Regions from separate parts of the Mus musculus genome. Here region 1 is linked to region 2. The links are chromatin contacts, called in public Hi-C maps. All regions are on one chromosome and are shown on one strand. The core of a region is the stretch at or near the end of the contact, and the rest is flanking DNA. Distances in the headings are between cores, read along the strand shown. Region 1 has its middle 180 kb from the start of 1700012I11Rik. Region 2 overlaps St3gal1 (ST3 beta-galactoside alpha-2,3-sialyltransferase 1).

What was found. A called contact is a pair of places that touch in the nucleus more often than the background predicts.
Region 1: a Hi-C map of liver shows a contact between it and region 2, with 4 times the contacts expected there. The contact joins two enhancer-like sites. A contact is called at or near these places in 1 of 15 datasets of contacts at CTCF or cohesin (the NIH/3T3 cell line), 2 of 484 Hi-C or Micro-C datasets (bone marrow-derived macrophages and liver) and 5 of 115 datasets of contacts at active chromatin or transcription factors (CD8 T cells, embryonic basal ganglia, extraembryonic endoderm stem cells and 2 more).

What each region holds. Positions count from the first base shown.
Region 1 is chr15:67,401,162-67,407,221 of GRCm38.p6, reverse strand. No RefSeq gene overlaps it. Among named protein-coding and RNA genes, the nearest start is that of 1700012I11Rik, 180 kb to the right of the region's middle. Within about 2 kb of position 1,496, at least 34 of the 459 cell types and tissues checked have an H3K27ac peak or open chromatin away from gene starts, as enhancers often do. A contact at or near this core is called in liver and regulatory T cells, where this site is marked.
Region 2 is chr15:67,148,823-67,154,938 of GRCm38.p6, reverse strand. It overlaps St3gal1 (ST3 beta-galactoside alpha-2,3-sialyltransferase 1), which reads left to right. Exons shown (of 9, transcript NM_009177.4): 2 at 1,769-1,896. Among named protein-coding and RNA genes, the nearest start is that of Gm31400, 18 kb to the left of the region's middle. Within about 2 kb of position 3,583, at least 59 of the 459 cell types and tissues checked have an H3K27ac peak or open chromatin away from gene starts, as enhancers often do. A contact at or near this core is called in liver and regulatory T cells, where this site is marked.

The DNA.
Region 1 (6,060 bases), core at 247-2,746, 250 kb before region 2:
TAAGGTGTGGTCCCTGTGCCTGGCTCTGGGGAGTTCTGGGTGCTCCATGTAGGCCAGATGGAGGAAGAATTTCAGATCAAGTGGAGACTAATGCAATCTAAAATAATGTGGTAGAAAGAAATGATCAGACAGCTCCGACTGTGGGTTTCAGAGTCAGACTGCCTGGGTTAAGTGGGAGCCTGCCATTCTCCAGCAACCTCTTGAACAAGTGACCTGATATCTCAGTGCCTCATTTTTCTTTCCTGTTGAATGGAATCATACACATATCTGCTCCATGAGGCTATAGAGAAGACAACAGGGAAATTTATAAATAAATAAATAGGAAAAAAATAGGCATGACTTTAGGTCATGTCAAACACATAGTAACTGCTCAGAAATTACTGACTCCACTAGCTAATGATATCTTCCCAGATCAGACTTCAAGGATGTTTAGGCTGAACAGTCACTTCACTCAGCATGATGTTCTGATGGGCTCTCCATTAAGTGTATCTTCTTCTTTCTCTGTGTTTATTATTATTATTATTAATATTAATATTTATTTCAGATATAATATGTTATACATATTATGTAAATATATAATTTTATATCACATAATTAATAAATAAGTAAAAACTATTGATAATTTTTGGACAGACAAGTCCACATGTTTTTATCTTTCTTTGGGATTCACAGATAGAGCTGGCCCCATGACTAGCATTTATGGGGTCACTTTGGTCCCATGTCCTACCCTGGGAATTTTGCAGACTCATACCTGAGGTTGTCCCTTTGAAGTGTGTGCTTCATACCACCTTGGGAATGATTGGAAGAGCAGAGCCTTTCTCTTGCTCAGCCACGAGGCTTACTCTCAGGTATTTCAACCATAGGGCCTTCCAAACCAGTGCTACTATTAAACCAACATCCCCCACCTGATTTACTTTCCCCTATCCACCATAAGTCAAGCTGTCTTCGTCATTGTGTCCCTGGTTGGATGGCCATTATGTACCTGGGTAGCTAAGGTAGCTTTGTAAAATATACCCACCAAACAAACATAGACTAATTATGTTTATCAATCACTTTAACAAAATAGTTTATCAAGATATAAAATAGTCTACAGCAGAAGTACAGAAGTGGTAGCTTGTCTGAATAATTTTCCTGACATATGTGTTTTTATAGCTAACATGCACACACACACACACACACACACACACACACACACACACACACACACAGAGTATTAGTACTCTCAAGTAGTAATTTTCCCTAAAGTCCCCAGTGCATGGCATTTTCAATCTATTTGGCAATACTGAACCTTAGCCTCCCACAGGTCCTTCTAAGGTAAAACACATGTCCTGTAAAGGGTTAGGCTCCATCCTCTCCCTTGGCAGATTTCAAAGCTAGTTCACTGACACAGTTATCTCTGGCCCCCAACATCAATGCCCCTGGCAGCTTCCTACGACATGCAGGCTTTGAGCTTGTGACTTCTGGTTTCAGCTCAGAGCAGGGCCTGGCACAACACTAAAAGTCATTGGGCTTGTAGCCAAAAGTGCCACGTGTCTTCAGCTCTCTCACTACATCAAGAGACAGAACATAGAACAAGACTTCTGAGTCAGATGACAGGCAGCACTTCCAGGACCCAAGGATTAGCTGTATGATAATATAGAGCAGAGATGCCTGCTGGTTCCTCAACTGTAAGATTGGGGTAGCATGACTGGCCTGACTACTAGTTCACAATAAAAGTTGCATTATAAAAGTTATACCAGATGTAGAATAAGACTTAAAGCACCAATAACCTGTGTAGGGGCCCATGGCTTAGAGGGTGTCTAGGAGACGTGAGGCCAGATGCCAAGTGAGTCAGAATCCTCTGAGGCAGGGGCTCGAGAAGATCTTACTAGGGCTTTAGCACCAGGAAGCACATGGATGAACGTGGATTAACTTCATCCTGGAAAAAGATGGAATTTCAGCCAGTAGATCACTCAGCTGCCTAGTGACACACAATGTGGTGTCACCACAGGCAGCACTGGGAGGAATTTCTACCTCCAACACTGTGATCTCAGGGCAGCAGCAGCAGTTGGCAAAGAAGTGAGTGTCAAGGAGCTAGGGAGAGGCATGAAGCCAGGACTGATGGACATTAGCACTTTAGCCTTGTAAGGTCCTTGGGTCATAAACAAGAACAGAGTGAAAGGTCTAAAAAGCCAAACTAAGAACTGAAAGCTGTGGGGTCACCTAGGATTCCAAACTACACATAGATCATATATATATATATATATATGTATATATATGTATGTATGTATATATATATATATATAATGTAGACATAGATGTGCATATGTATATACACAAATATTTTATATATGTGCACATATTATCATATAGATAACAGATAATATATGTGTGCACTAATGTGTTTTATATATATACATAAAACATATGTATATACATATATGTATATTTAAGCGTATATGTAATTGTATATCTAATATAGTTTGAGCCTTGGAGCATGATTTTATATATACAGTGAAAGAGACAAAATAACTCACGTGTATCTTCCAACTCAGTAAAGCATTGAAGGAGAGGGTCCAAAGCCTTGACAATAGGCAATAGGCTCCATTATAATGGTAGCAAGCCATAGAAATGAAACTGGACATTCACAAGCCCTTAGTATCTGGTGCTCAGGTAGTGAGTAACACACTAGCATCTTATTTTACTTTTTTTTTCTTATTTTACTTTTACTTTAATCATTTAATGTTTCATTTTTTCTAGATGGAAAAAACTCATTTATTTCTCCTCACAACTCTGAGCTGGACACTACCAGTGCTGATACAAGTCATGGAGAGACAAGATAAGAGAGGGACAGCTGCTCCCTGGAAGCGTCCAGCATATTGCAAGGGTGAGGGTGGGAATTTGGGTTCAAACCCACAGCCATGCTATCAAACTCTCAAGGGTGAGAACACTCATGATCCTGTTCTCACCCCCCCCCCATCTCTTGTTCTCTATCTCCCTCCCTTGTCTCTACGTACTGTAAAACAAAATCTCAAGTGGGCTTCAAACAATGGACCCACATGTCTCCTCTCAAGGCCACTTTATTTCTATCCTGGAAAAAAATGTCCTTAGAGGCCAAGCAAAGTATGGAAAGGAGTTAGGCAAGGAAGGAATACCTTCCCCAACTATCACCAAAGGTTCAGTACTTCCAGGATTCGGAAGGTGATCAGAGAAGCCTCCTTCCCCTCCCCTTCAACTCTCCTGTAACCAGGAGCTGCACATACTCTTCCAGGACCAAGTTTCCTGGACACCACCTACTTCCCACCACAGGTTGCCCCAAAGCCCTAGAAACTGAATGTTAGCTTTTAATGCAGCTGCCTCCCTGGGATTTGTGGATGCCAGGGTGGCTTTCCACCAGCATCCTTTAATTAGTAGTGCCAAGGTTACAGTGGCAAGAGCCAACATGGCCTGCCTCCCATGCTAAGCAGTGCCAACTTCAGAACAATAGACATATTATAGGCAACATGAGACAGAGCTTCGTCAACCTTACTCATCTACTGATAGACAACTGGAAATGACCCTCCATTTTGACCTTCTCGACTTTCAGACCTTTAACAATCTGTTTCCCTTTTCTCTGTCTGCACCCCCAAACTAAGAGCACCATCTGAGCCAGGCATGAGGGAGTTATAAGGAAAGAGCCAAGCTTTACTAGGTGACTCTTTCCCAGAGCAGATTCCTGTAGTATCAGAGACTCGGCTTTAAAAACATAGACTCCTTAGCTTCACAGCTTCAGGTCTCTTGTGTCTTAAAAACCATAGAGAAGGGCTGGGAAATGGCTCAGTGGATAAGAGTGCTTGGCCTTGTAAGAGTGAGAACCTAAATTCAAACCCACCCACGGTACTAACATAATAGGTTAAGCATGAACATGCTTGTAACCCCAGCATTAGCAAGGATCCTGGGCGTTTACAGAAAAGTCAGCCTAGCCAAAATGGTGAGCTTCTACATCAGTAAGAGATCCCCGCCTCAAGGCAATACAGCAGATATCCAGTGTCTTGCTTTGCCCTTGACATGTCTCCCTCCCCCATCCAACAGTGGACAACGTACACACACACACACACACACACACACACACACACACAGAGAGAGAGAGAGAGAGAGAGAGAGAGAGAGAGAGAGAGAGAGAGAGAACAAATGTGGAGAATCTGCATATCAAATCATGACAAAAATCTACATGCTTTCTCACACAATGAAGGACAAGACCACAACCTAAAAGCTGTATGTTCTCTTCTCACTCCTCTCAGTTAGTTCATAAACTATCCTCCCACTAATAAACATTAATGATAAAATATACTGACTTATGCCAATGGGCATAACTTGTTTGGAGACTGCCTGAATTCAACCTTGTTCTATAATAAAACCCCCTCCAATTCCTTAGTTGCCATGTCTCTAAATTCTCTCTCTGATGCTGACAAGAATTTAAAAACCTTAAGCAGAAGTATCTATCAGGCTTTTTTCCTTTCTCCTTGACAATTCCACATCACTCACCAGAAGCAGCAGAGGACTGTAGCTGGATGCAGATGGTGGATAGGAGATGTGGAACAGAGATCAGGTGTGTGTGTGTGTGTGTGTGTGTGTGTGTGTGTGTATTCCTTTTTGTGTTTGGAGTGATGGATGAGGGGGATCTTGATGTCATGCTCATTTAAATTTGACTTCCTCAATTTTTCAGACTTTTATTATCTCTTTAGCCTAGATGTTGTTCAGAAGTCTTTACTGGATATCTTTTGTTGCTAGTATTGCTGTAGCTTAGTTTACTATCATCCTATTAAAATCAAAACTAAGACAGATGCTTTTCCTGATTTGATAAATAAAAAATAGAGCCTCTCCATCCAAATAACATGGTAAGGAAACCCATAGGACTCAATCAATATCTTGTTAAACATGTTGTATATGGCAAGTAAATGTACTCAAACACAGGAATTCACATTTTGCCTGCTCTGACCAAATTGCCTCTTCAATTCTAACTGAGAAGCTAAGTGGGGTCCAAAACATGCTATGTGCTAAGAGATAGAATTATATCAGTTGTTTACCAATGCATTCATTTATTTACACAAACATGTGTTAACTCATTCATTTTATTATTTAATCATTAAATGTTTATTGAGTTACTACCATGTAACAGGCACAGAACCTTTTATTAGGAGTCACTGGTGGCCACAGAGATACGATCTCTTAGGTCTTATGGAATTGGTCTTTGGAGGGCAAGATATATGCATACCAGCCAAGGTCAGTCCAGAAGAGTAAAATTGAGTCTTTTAGAACCTGATTCTAAGGAGTTTGACAAGTCTAGCTGGGCCTGGAAGGGAATTCTGGGACAAGTAGGTAAATGAAAATGATGACATCACAGCTGCAGATATGGTTGAAGAGAAGGCTTTCACTGTAAATATGGGGAAGAAAACAAGAGTCATCTTGAGTTCAGATGGAAAATGACCAGCAGAATAGACTAGAACATGAGAAGAGGAGGTGGAGAACAAGAGAGGAAGAGAAGAGAGAGGGAGCAAAAAAGAGGACTGGGGGAAGGAGAAGGACCAAAGAATGGGGACCAAGAGATCTTGTGGCTAAAATGGCAGGTTTTTATAGCAAAGAAGCAGTGGTAGGCATGGAAAGCATGGGAACTGGAGAGGCTTAGAGGAGGGCACGGAGTGAGATGTGTTGACCAGAGCTAGGACTCTGTAACAGGTACTTGCTATGCTCAGACAGCCTGGTGGGCAGCATCTGCTCTGATATGTTAATAGACAAGCCATCCATTTGCCTTGAGTTTCTTTTGGACCCAAAAGTGAAGTAGATCATGGGTCAAGATCATGGAAGGGTTGACTATGAAGAGGGCAGAAAGAGTTTCTGATGTAGAGGGAAGAGCACATGCCAAGGCCAGAGCTGAAGAGCAAGATGGCAGCCTAGATGGGACCTGGACATCTGAGACATCCAGCTTGTGTATTTTGTAGGCCTCTCCAATTTACTCTAGATAACTGTTCCCCAGCTGCCTCCATCTCACAGAGAATCTCTAGTCCTCAGGCTGCAGTGGTGGTACTTCAGATTCATCTTGGT
Region 2 (6,116 bases), core at 2,334-4,833:
TCCAGCCTTTATGGAAAGAACATAAAGGCCTCCTCTAGCTGTCAAGAAGCAAGAGCCTCCAGTGGTTGGGAAGAGTAAAGGCCCCCTCCAGCTGTGACTGAGAGGAAAGACCCCCTCCAGTTGTTGCTGGTAAGCAAGGTCCTCTCAGCTATTAGTGGTAGTCAAGGCTTGCTACAGCTGTTGATGAGAGGCGAGACTTCTTCAGTGGAGGTGGTGATAGTCAGAGAGGAAAGAATGCTGGGAACGGTGCCCTCTCCCCTGCAGCTCACTTCAGATAGTGCTGGAAGGAAAGGATCTTTACCACCCCCACCTCAGTACCACACCCCAGTACTGAGAATCTTAGTCCTTCTGTTTATGCCCCTTCCATGGATCTTCCCTGTAAACATCCTGTCCCATCAGCAGCTCCTAACAGACAGTTTATAGTCAACACCATGTGTGGTTTCCAAGCCAGACCTAAGCCTTTGGACAAAGCTGGCTTCTGTTGATCTCTGCCAATTCTTCACCTGAACAACTCTTGAACTCCTTCCCCCTCTTGCCAACCGAGTATCATCCATAGGCCAGCTTCCTTCCTAATTTGCCATAGACCGCTATGGAGAGGTACCAGGGTGAGTTTGTTAGTTGGCAGTCCTTCCCTGCAAGATGCATATTTCAGACCCCAGGGCCTGATCCAGGCCACCGTTCTCATCTTCGTGACTCTGGGCAGCTGCATACTTCCGATCTACTTAGTTTAGCTGGGACTTGTCCTGTAGGATTGTCACACAAGCAGATCTGGTGCTTACCTAGGCTAGCCAGGGAGCTAGCCCTCTCTCTGTGTGTGATGTTTGCATCTTCCATAGGGCTGTAAAAGCCAGTGACTGTGGTATCAGTCTCTGTAGTGATGAGGAAGTAGATTTGTTCCATGAGTACTGTTTGGGGTGTGTGTAATCCTAGAGGTGGAACTGAGACCTAGTGAATGCTAGAAATATGTGCTCTGCTGCTAAGCTACACCCAATACCTGCTGTTGTCTGAGTTTGAGCCGTTGTGCTCCATCTGCTGTTTCACTACTGCAAAGTCAATCTCAGGATTGAAAGGTGAAGAACTGGACTCTACCTGTGAGGAACAGCAGAACCACTTTGCACACAGATAGTACAGGGAAATTGGAATCCCCTCTGCAGCGATGGTCCTGGTGGGACAGTGCAAGCCGTTTCCTGTTCTCTACTGCTCTTCTTGTGCTATATTAATTTGCATGCTCTTCAAATCCACAATTTGAGGACTATGACCTTGGTGACGTCATGAAGACAGTGCGGAGCTGAGGACTGGCCAAAAGAGATCATTGACTCTCCACCGTTGCTCACTACCCAATAATCCTCTGAAATTTTCAGGCTGGCATTCTTTTTCTGGCTTTTGGGAACACTTCCCTCAAGACTTTTGCTTTTATAAAAGAGACGTCTGATGGGTAGTTGTGGTTAACAGCTCTTACCTCCTTCCTTCCACACCCTTCTCTCAGAATGACTTGGTCCCTTTTACCTCCATTCTTCCAAGTGTCCCTTACGCCCTGTGCCCCATCACCCTGCATTTTCCGGGCAGTTGTCTGACTCTCACTGCTTGCAAGCAGGAGTTATAGTTGGTTGGGATTCTGTCCCTATATGGGACAGTGGCGCTGTTGGAACTCCCTGCGCAGTCTGAAGGTTTTGGTGGGCTGGACAGTAGGTGGATTCTTTGTCACTGTCTTCAGAATCTCAAAAAGGCCCAAACTAACTTGTACTTTCTCTGTGTTCTCCATTTTCAGGTTTGACTCTGCTGAGCTAGCAATGCCATCAAAGAGCAACTGGCACCTGTTGGATCTGTGAGCCAGAGCTGTGGGGCCGGGCAGTTGTATCTGTGAGCCAGGGGCAGACAGTGGCTCGGCTTCCTGAGGTAAGTGGCTGTTTTTCCTGTCTGAGGAAGATGTGCTAGCTTTTCCAGACTCTCCCACAAGGCTGTGCTGTGGGTTGCATTGATGGGTGAGAAAAATACGCTGTTCTTTCCATCCTTTGGAATTATGTTCAGGGATCTCACAGGGGATGAGACATGTGCTGTTTTCCAGACTCTTCTGTGGGTTGAGTAGCAAAGCCAGGGGGTGTCGCCCTGTTTTCTTAGACTCTTTGTAGCGTGGCCTTCCTGGCTGCCTGGTGGAGCAGCTTCCTCAGAGGGGAACCATTCTCCCTGTGAAGTTCAGAGCAGGCTTGTGATAGAGAACTTTGCAGTTCTCCTGGATATTGAGAAGAGACATCTGAATTGTGAAAGTTCTTCCCCATGACACGTGATTGTCAGTACAAGTACGACCCAGCCTGACATTGCTGCTCTGTAGGCCAAGTGTTACATGCGGCCTCTGAGGACAAGCCTGATGAGACTCGCTTGCTTTGCGTCTTACACATCTAGATCTGAAGATGGGCTGGCTGTTGTCTACAGTCATCGTCCAGCAGCGTGCCTTGACGCCTCCCAGGGGAGAATGGTGTGGCAGGCACAAAGGAGTCCTGGGTATATGCATGATTGTGAAGACACGGTGGGTGGGAATGGCTTCAGATATAGCAGTGGATGCTTGCTCACATCTAGGCAGGTCAGATAGATGTAGAAGCTGGAAAGAGAGTTATGGCAGGAACTAGAGCTGAGCTATAACCCATAAACACAGAGAGAGAAAGAGAGAGAGAGAGAGAGAGAGAGAGAGAGAGAGTTCCACAGCCACTCCTTAAAGGTTCCATAACTCCCCAAATGGGGTCGCCAGCTAGGAATCAATCATTCAAACATGTAAGACTATAAGATGAGGACATCTCACCTACAAACTTTAACAATACGAAAGTGTTTGTTCCCATGGTTACAGGTCTCTAGCTCTGGCAATGGCCAGCTGCATTTTGTTGATGAACACCTCTCCCTTGCTCCCCATGACTCCTGTGTATGATCCACATCACCCACAGACAATCTTATTTTTTTAAAAAAATATACCAACAATACCTAGCAATGCCTGAATATGCATGCATGTGAAAACACAGTACATGGCTTCTTGTCCTGAGTTCGGAGTGGGAGGGAGACTTGAGAACTTTCTTTTCGTGTCTTAAATCTACCTAGCTGAGCTGCATTAGCAAGGACGCCTTAATTTAAACACAGCTGTCTTCCCAACATCACTTGACAAATACTAGTTACCCCCGTGTGTCTGAAAGTGCTTTGAGTTATTGAATATATCTAGACGGTGTCCCAGAGAGTTCATGTCCTAGCCTGGAGTGGCTGAGGGGAAGAAGGAAGTATGCATCAAAGTGGCAGGATAGTGGGCAAGGGCACCAGGGTATGGAGGTTTGCAACTGTGGGTGCACCTGAGGTCTGTTCAGGTGTCTGTGGGGAGCCCGACCCCACTGCTGATGGGTGAGAAACGGTTGGAGGGAAGAGAGAGGGACTGTTGGTCACGACTCATGATGGGCATGTTTCCTCCTTAGTAGGAACTATGATCTTGTAGAGGGCTGGGACTGTCCCTGCCTCCACACATTCAGGCAGAGACATGTGCATGGAAGCTCTCAGTGCTAAGTTATTTCCTCTAAAAACAACAGGCTGTGTTATCAGCCAGACCAGAGACAGGCTGCAGGCAAGACTTTCCGTAACTGAGATAAGAGGGCATGTTGGCGGCCCGCAGATACTGACCTGGAGGGGGGGGGGGAGCTTGGGGAATTTTCATTGTTGATAGCCTTTGAGAAGAGTGGGGCAGTGTCAAGAGCAGGTGCCCCTTCCCTGGAAGAGGGGAGCCACAAACAAGGGAGAATCTTTGCATGTTCGCAAGGCTGTCAGGTAGTGAAGGATTAGCTGGTAAGGGCAATTTAATGAGTGAGCCTAGTGGAGAATGAGTAGGAAAAGGAGATAGCTATTGTGGCTGTCTGTACATCCCAAGCTCCGTTTCTTGGCAGGCACTCAGGGGTGCCTCCAGCCCTGGGGCTTTGTTCGGTGTGGAAGGTGAAAGGAGTCAGCAGGCCCCATACCTCTGGGATGCTTCTGTTAGCCCAGGCAGGGAAAAATAGAATCACCAGTCAGTGGCAGGCACAGAGTGTAGTTTTGGCTTTGTGGAGGCTGTGGCATGTGCGGTTTGGAGTTCTCGGTAAAGACATAATATATTGCCATAGATTTAAAATAAAATATAAGCCTTGATAAGTGGGGTGCTCTGGGGGCCAGGTACCTTTCTCCTGGGTGAGGGCCATTCTCCAGAGATTTGCAGCTGAGGGATTATCTGGCTTTCTCTTCTGGGTATCTGGAGCTTTCAGGTGATGAACTGGTCATCTGCTAATGCCTAGACACACACTCAGAAGGAGGCCATTTGGGAAGGACAGGAATATTCACAATGGCATCTGGTAACATGGGTGTTCCTGGGTTTGTCTTCTGGCTGATGAAGATGGGTTGCAGTCTCTTGTTCCTTTCATGCTGCTGGGATGCTCAAAGACACAGTCTATACAATTTTTAGGCCAACTGTGGTGGTTTAAGGGTGTCCTGGCCCCAGATAATTCTATTGACTGGCTTAGTCACCAAGGAGTGGAACTGTTTGAGAAGGAGTAGAAGAATTAGAAGGTGTGACCTTGTTGAAAGACATATGTTGCTGGGGGGTGGTCTTTAAGGGTTCAAAAGCCTCTCTCTCTCTCTCTCTCTCTCTCTCTCTCTCTCTCTCTCTCTGCATGTTGCCTTCAGATCAGGCTGTATAGCTCTTGGCTACTGCTCCAGCACTATGCCTATCTGCTTCTTGCCATGATGATCATGAACTAATGCTTAAAAACTCTGATTAAGCCCTCAATTAGATGCTTTTCTTTCATAGGTAGGAGTTGCCTTGGTCATGGTGTTTGTTCGTAGCAGTAGAACAGTATCGAAGACACTGACCTAGAGATTCCACTTCGAGGCTGCATCCCAAGGACCAACTGAACTACAGAAGGGCTGAGCTGAGTGTGGGTGGAGCCTGTGGGAGTACCTTCAAAGGCTTGGCTAGAGCTCATTTCTTAGAGCACATGGCCAGTCACTGTGGGAACTAGCTACCTACAAGCCAGGTGCACTCCACTTATCAAGAGCTTGCATTTTGTTTTAAATGAGTGGCTTTGTATAATGTTTCCGTAGCAACAACTCCAAACCAATTGAGCCTTTTATGGAACAGGGGCACAGGGTGGTTTAGTAACCCACAGACAAGTGGTTCTGAGATGGTCTTTAGAAGTTGTGGCGTGCTTCCAGAGCCTCACCCACCAGCTCTATTGCCTTTTCAGGATCCCTGCTCCTAATTTTTTATAGCTTCTAATGCCTGAAAAAATAGCCTGAATGGCCAAGTTCAGGAACAGGTTTAAATGGGGTGCAACTTAGAATGGAATCATTCATAATGGGTGCGTGTAGAGTTTTCCCTAGAGCACTGGAATGTTCCAGGTATTAGGTGCTAAGGGGAAAGTCTCGCTTGTGGATAGAAAACAGTGAATACTGGGGGCTGGTGATGTAGAGTTCTCTCTCGGGCTTGTATACCTTCAGCTGTGCTTGTTACAGCAGGCTCATTTATCCACATTCATGAGCACCTGTTCCATTGTTCCAATCCTGAGACAACAGTGGCTTTTAAAGGTCAGGACCAGGAGTGTTCCTGCACGTGTGACTGCTCACTATCCAGCTTGTCGTGGGCTCTCTGCTATTACCTGCTTCTTCACTGTTGTACCGGATGTAATGCGCATCAGCCTCCCTTGGATCCAACACGTCACTTCAATGGACAATGGATATTTTCTGTCAACCACGGCAGCCAGTCCCAGTGTCACAGGGTGAGGGAGCATAACCACGGGCATGGAAATTTTGCAGGTGCTTTTAGAAGCCAACCCTACACAGAGTTCTTCACTGTTCACGGATGGCCAGCTTTTGGTCTGGCCACACCCAGCTGGTTGGAGGTATTCAGGCATTTACGAGTTCTGCAGATAATCTTGGTTTCAGGAGTAGTTTCTATCTGTATCCTTCCTCCTTCTAATGTTCATGCCTATGATTGCCCTGGTATAGAGTCTGAGTTCTGTGAGAGGAAGGAAAATCCTCAAAGTCTCCTCAGACTTCTCAGTCTCAGCTCTCCCAGTCTCACCCCTCCTGTGAGGCACAAAGCAGTCCATCTTCAGAACAGTGAT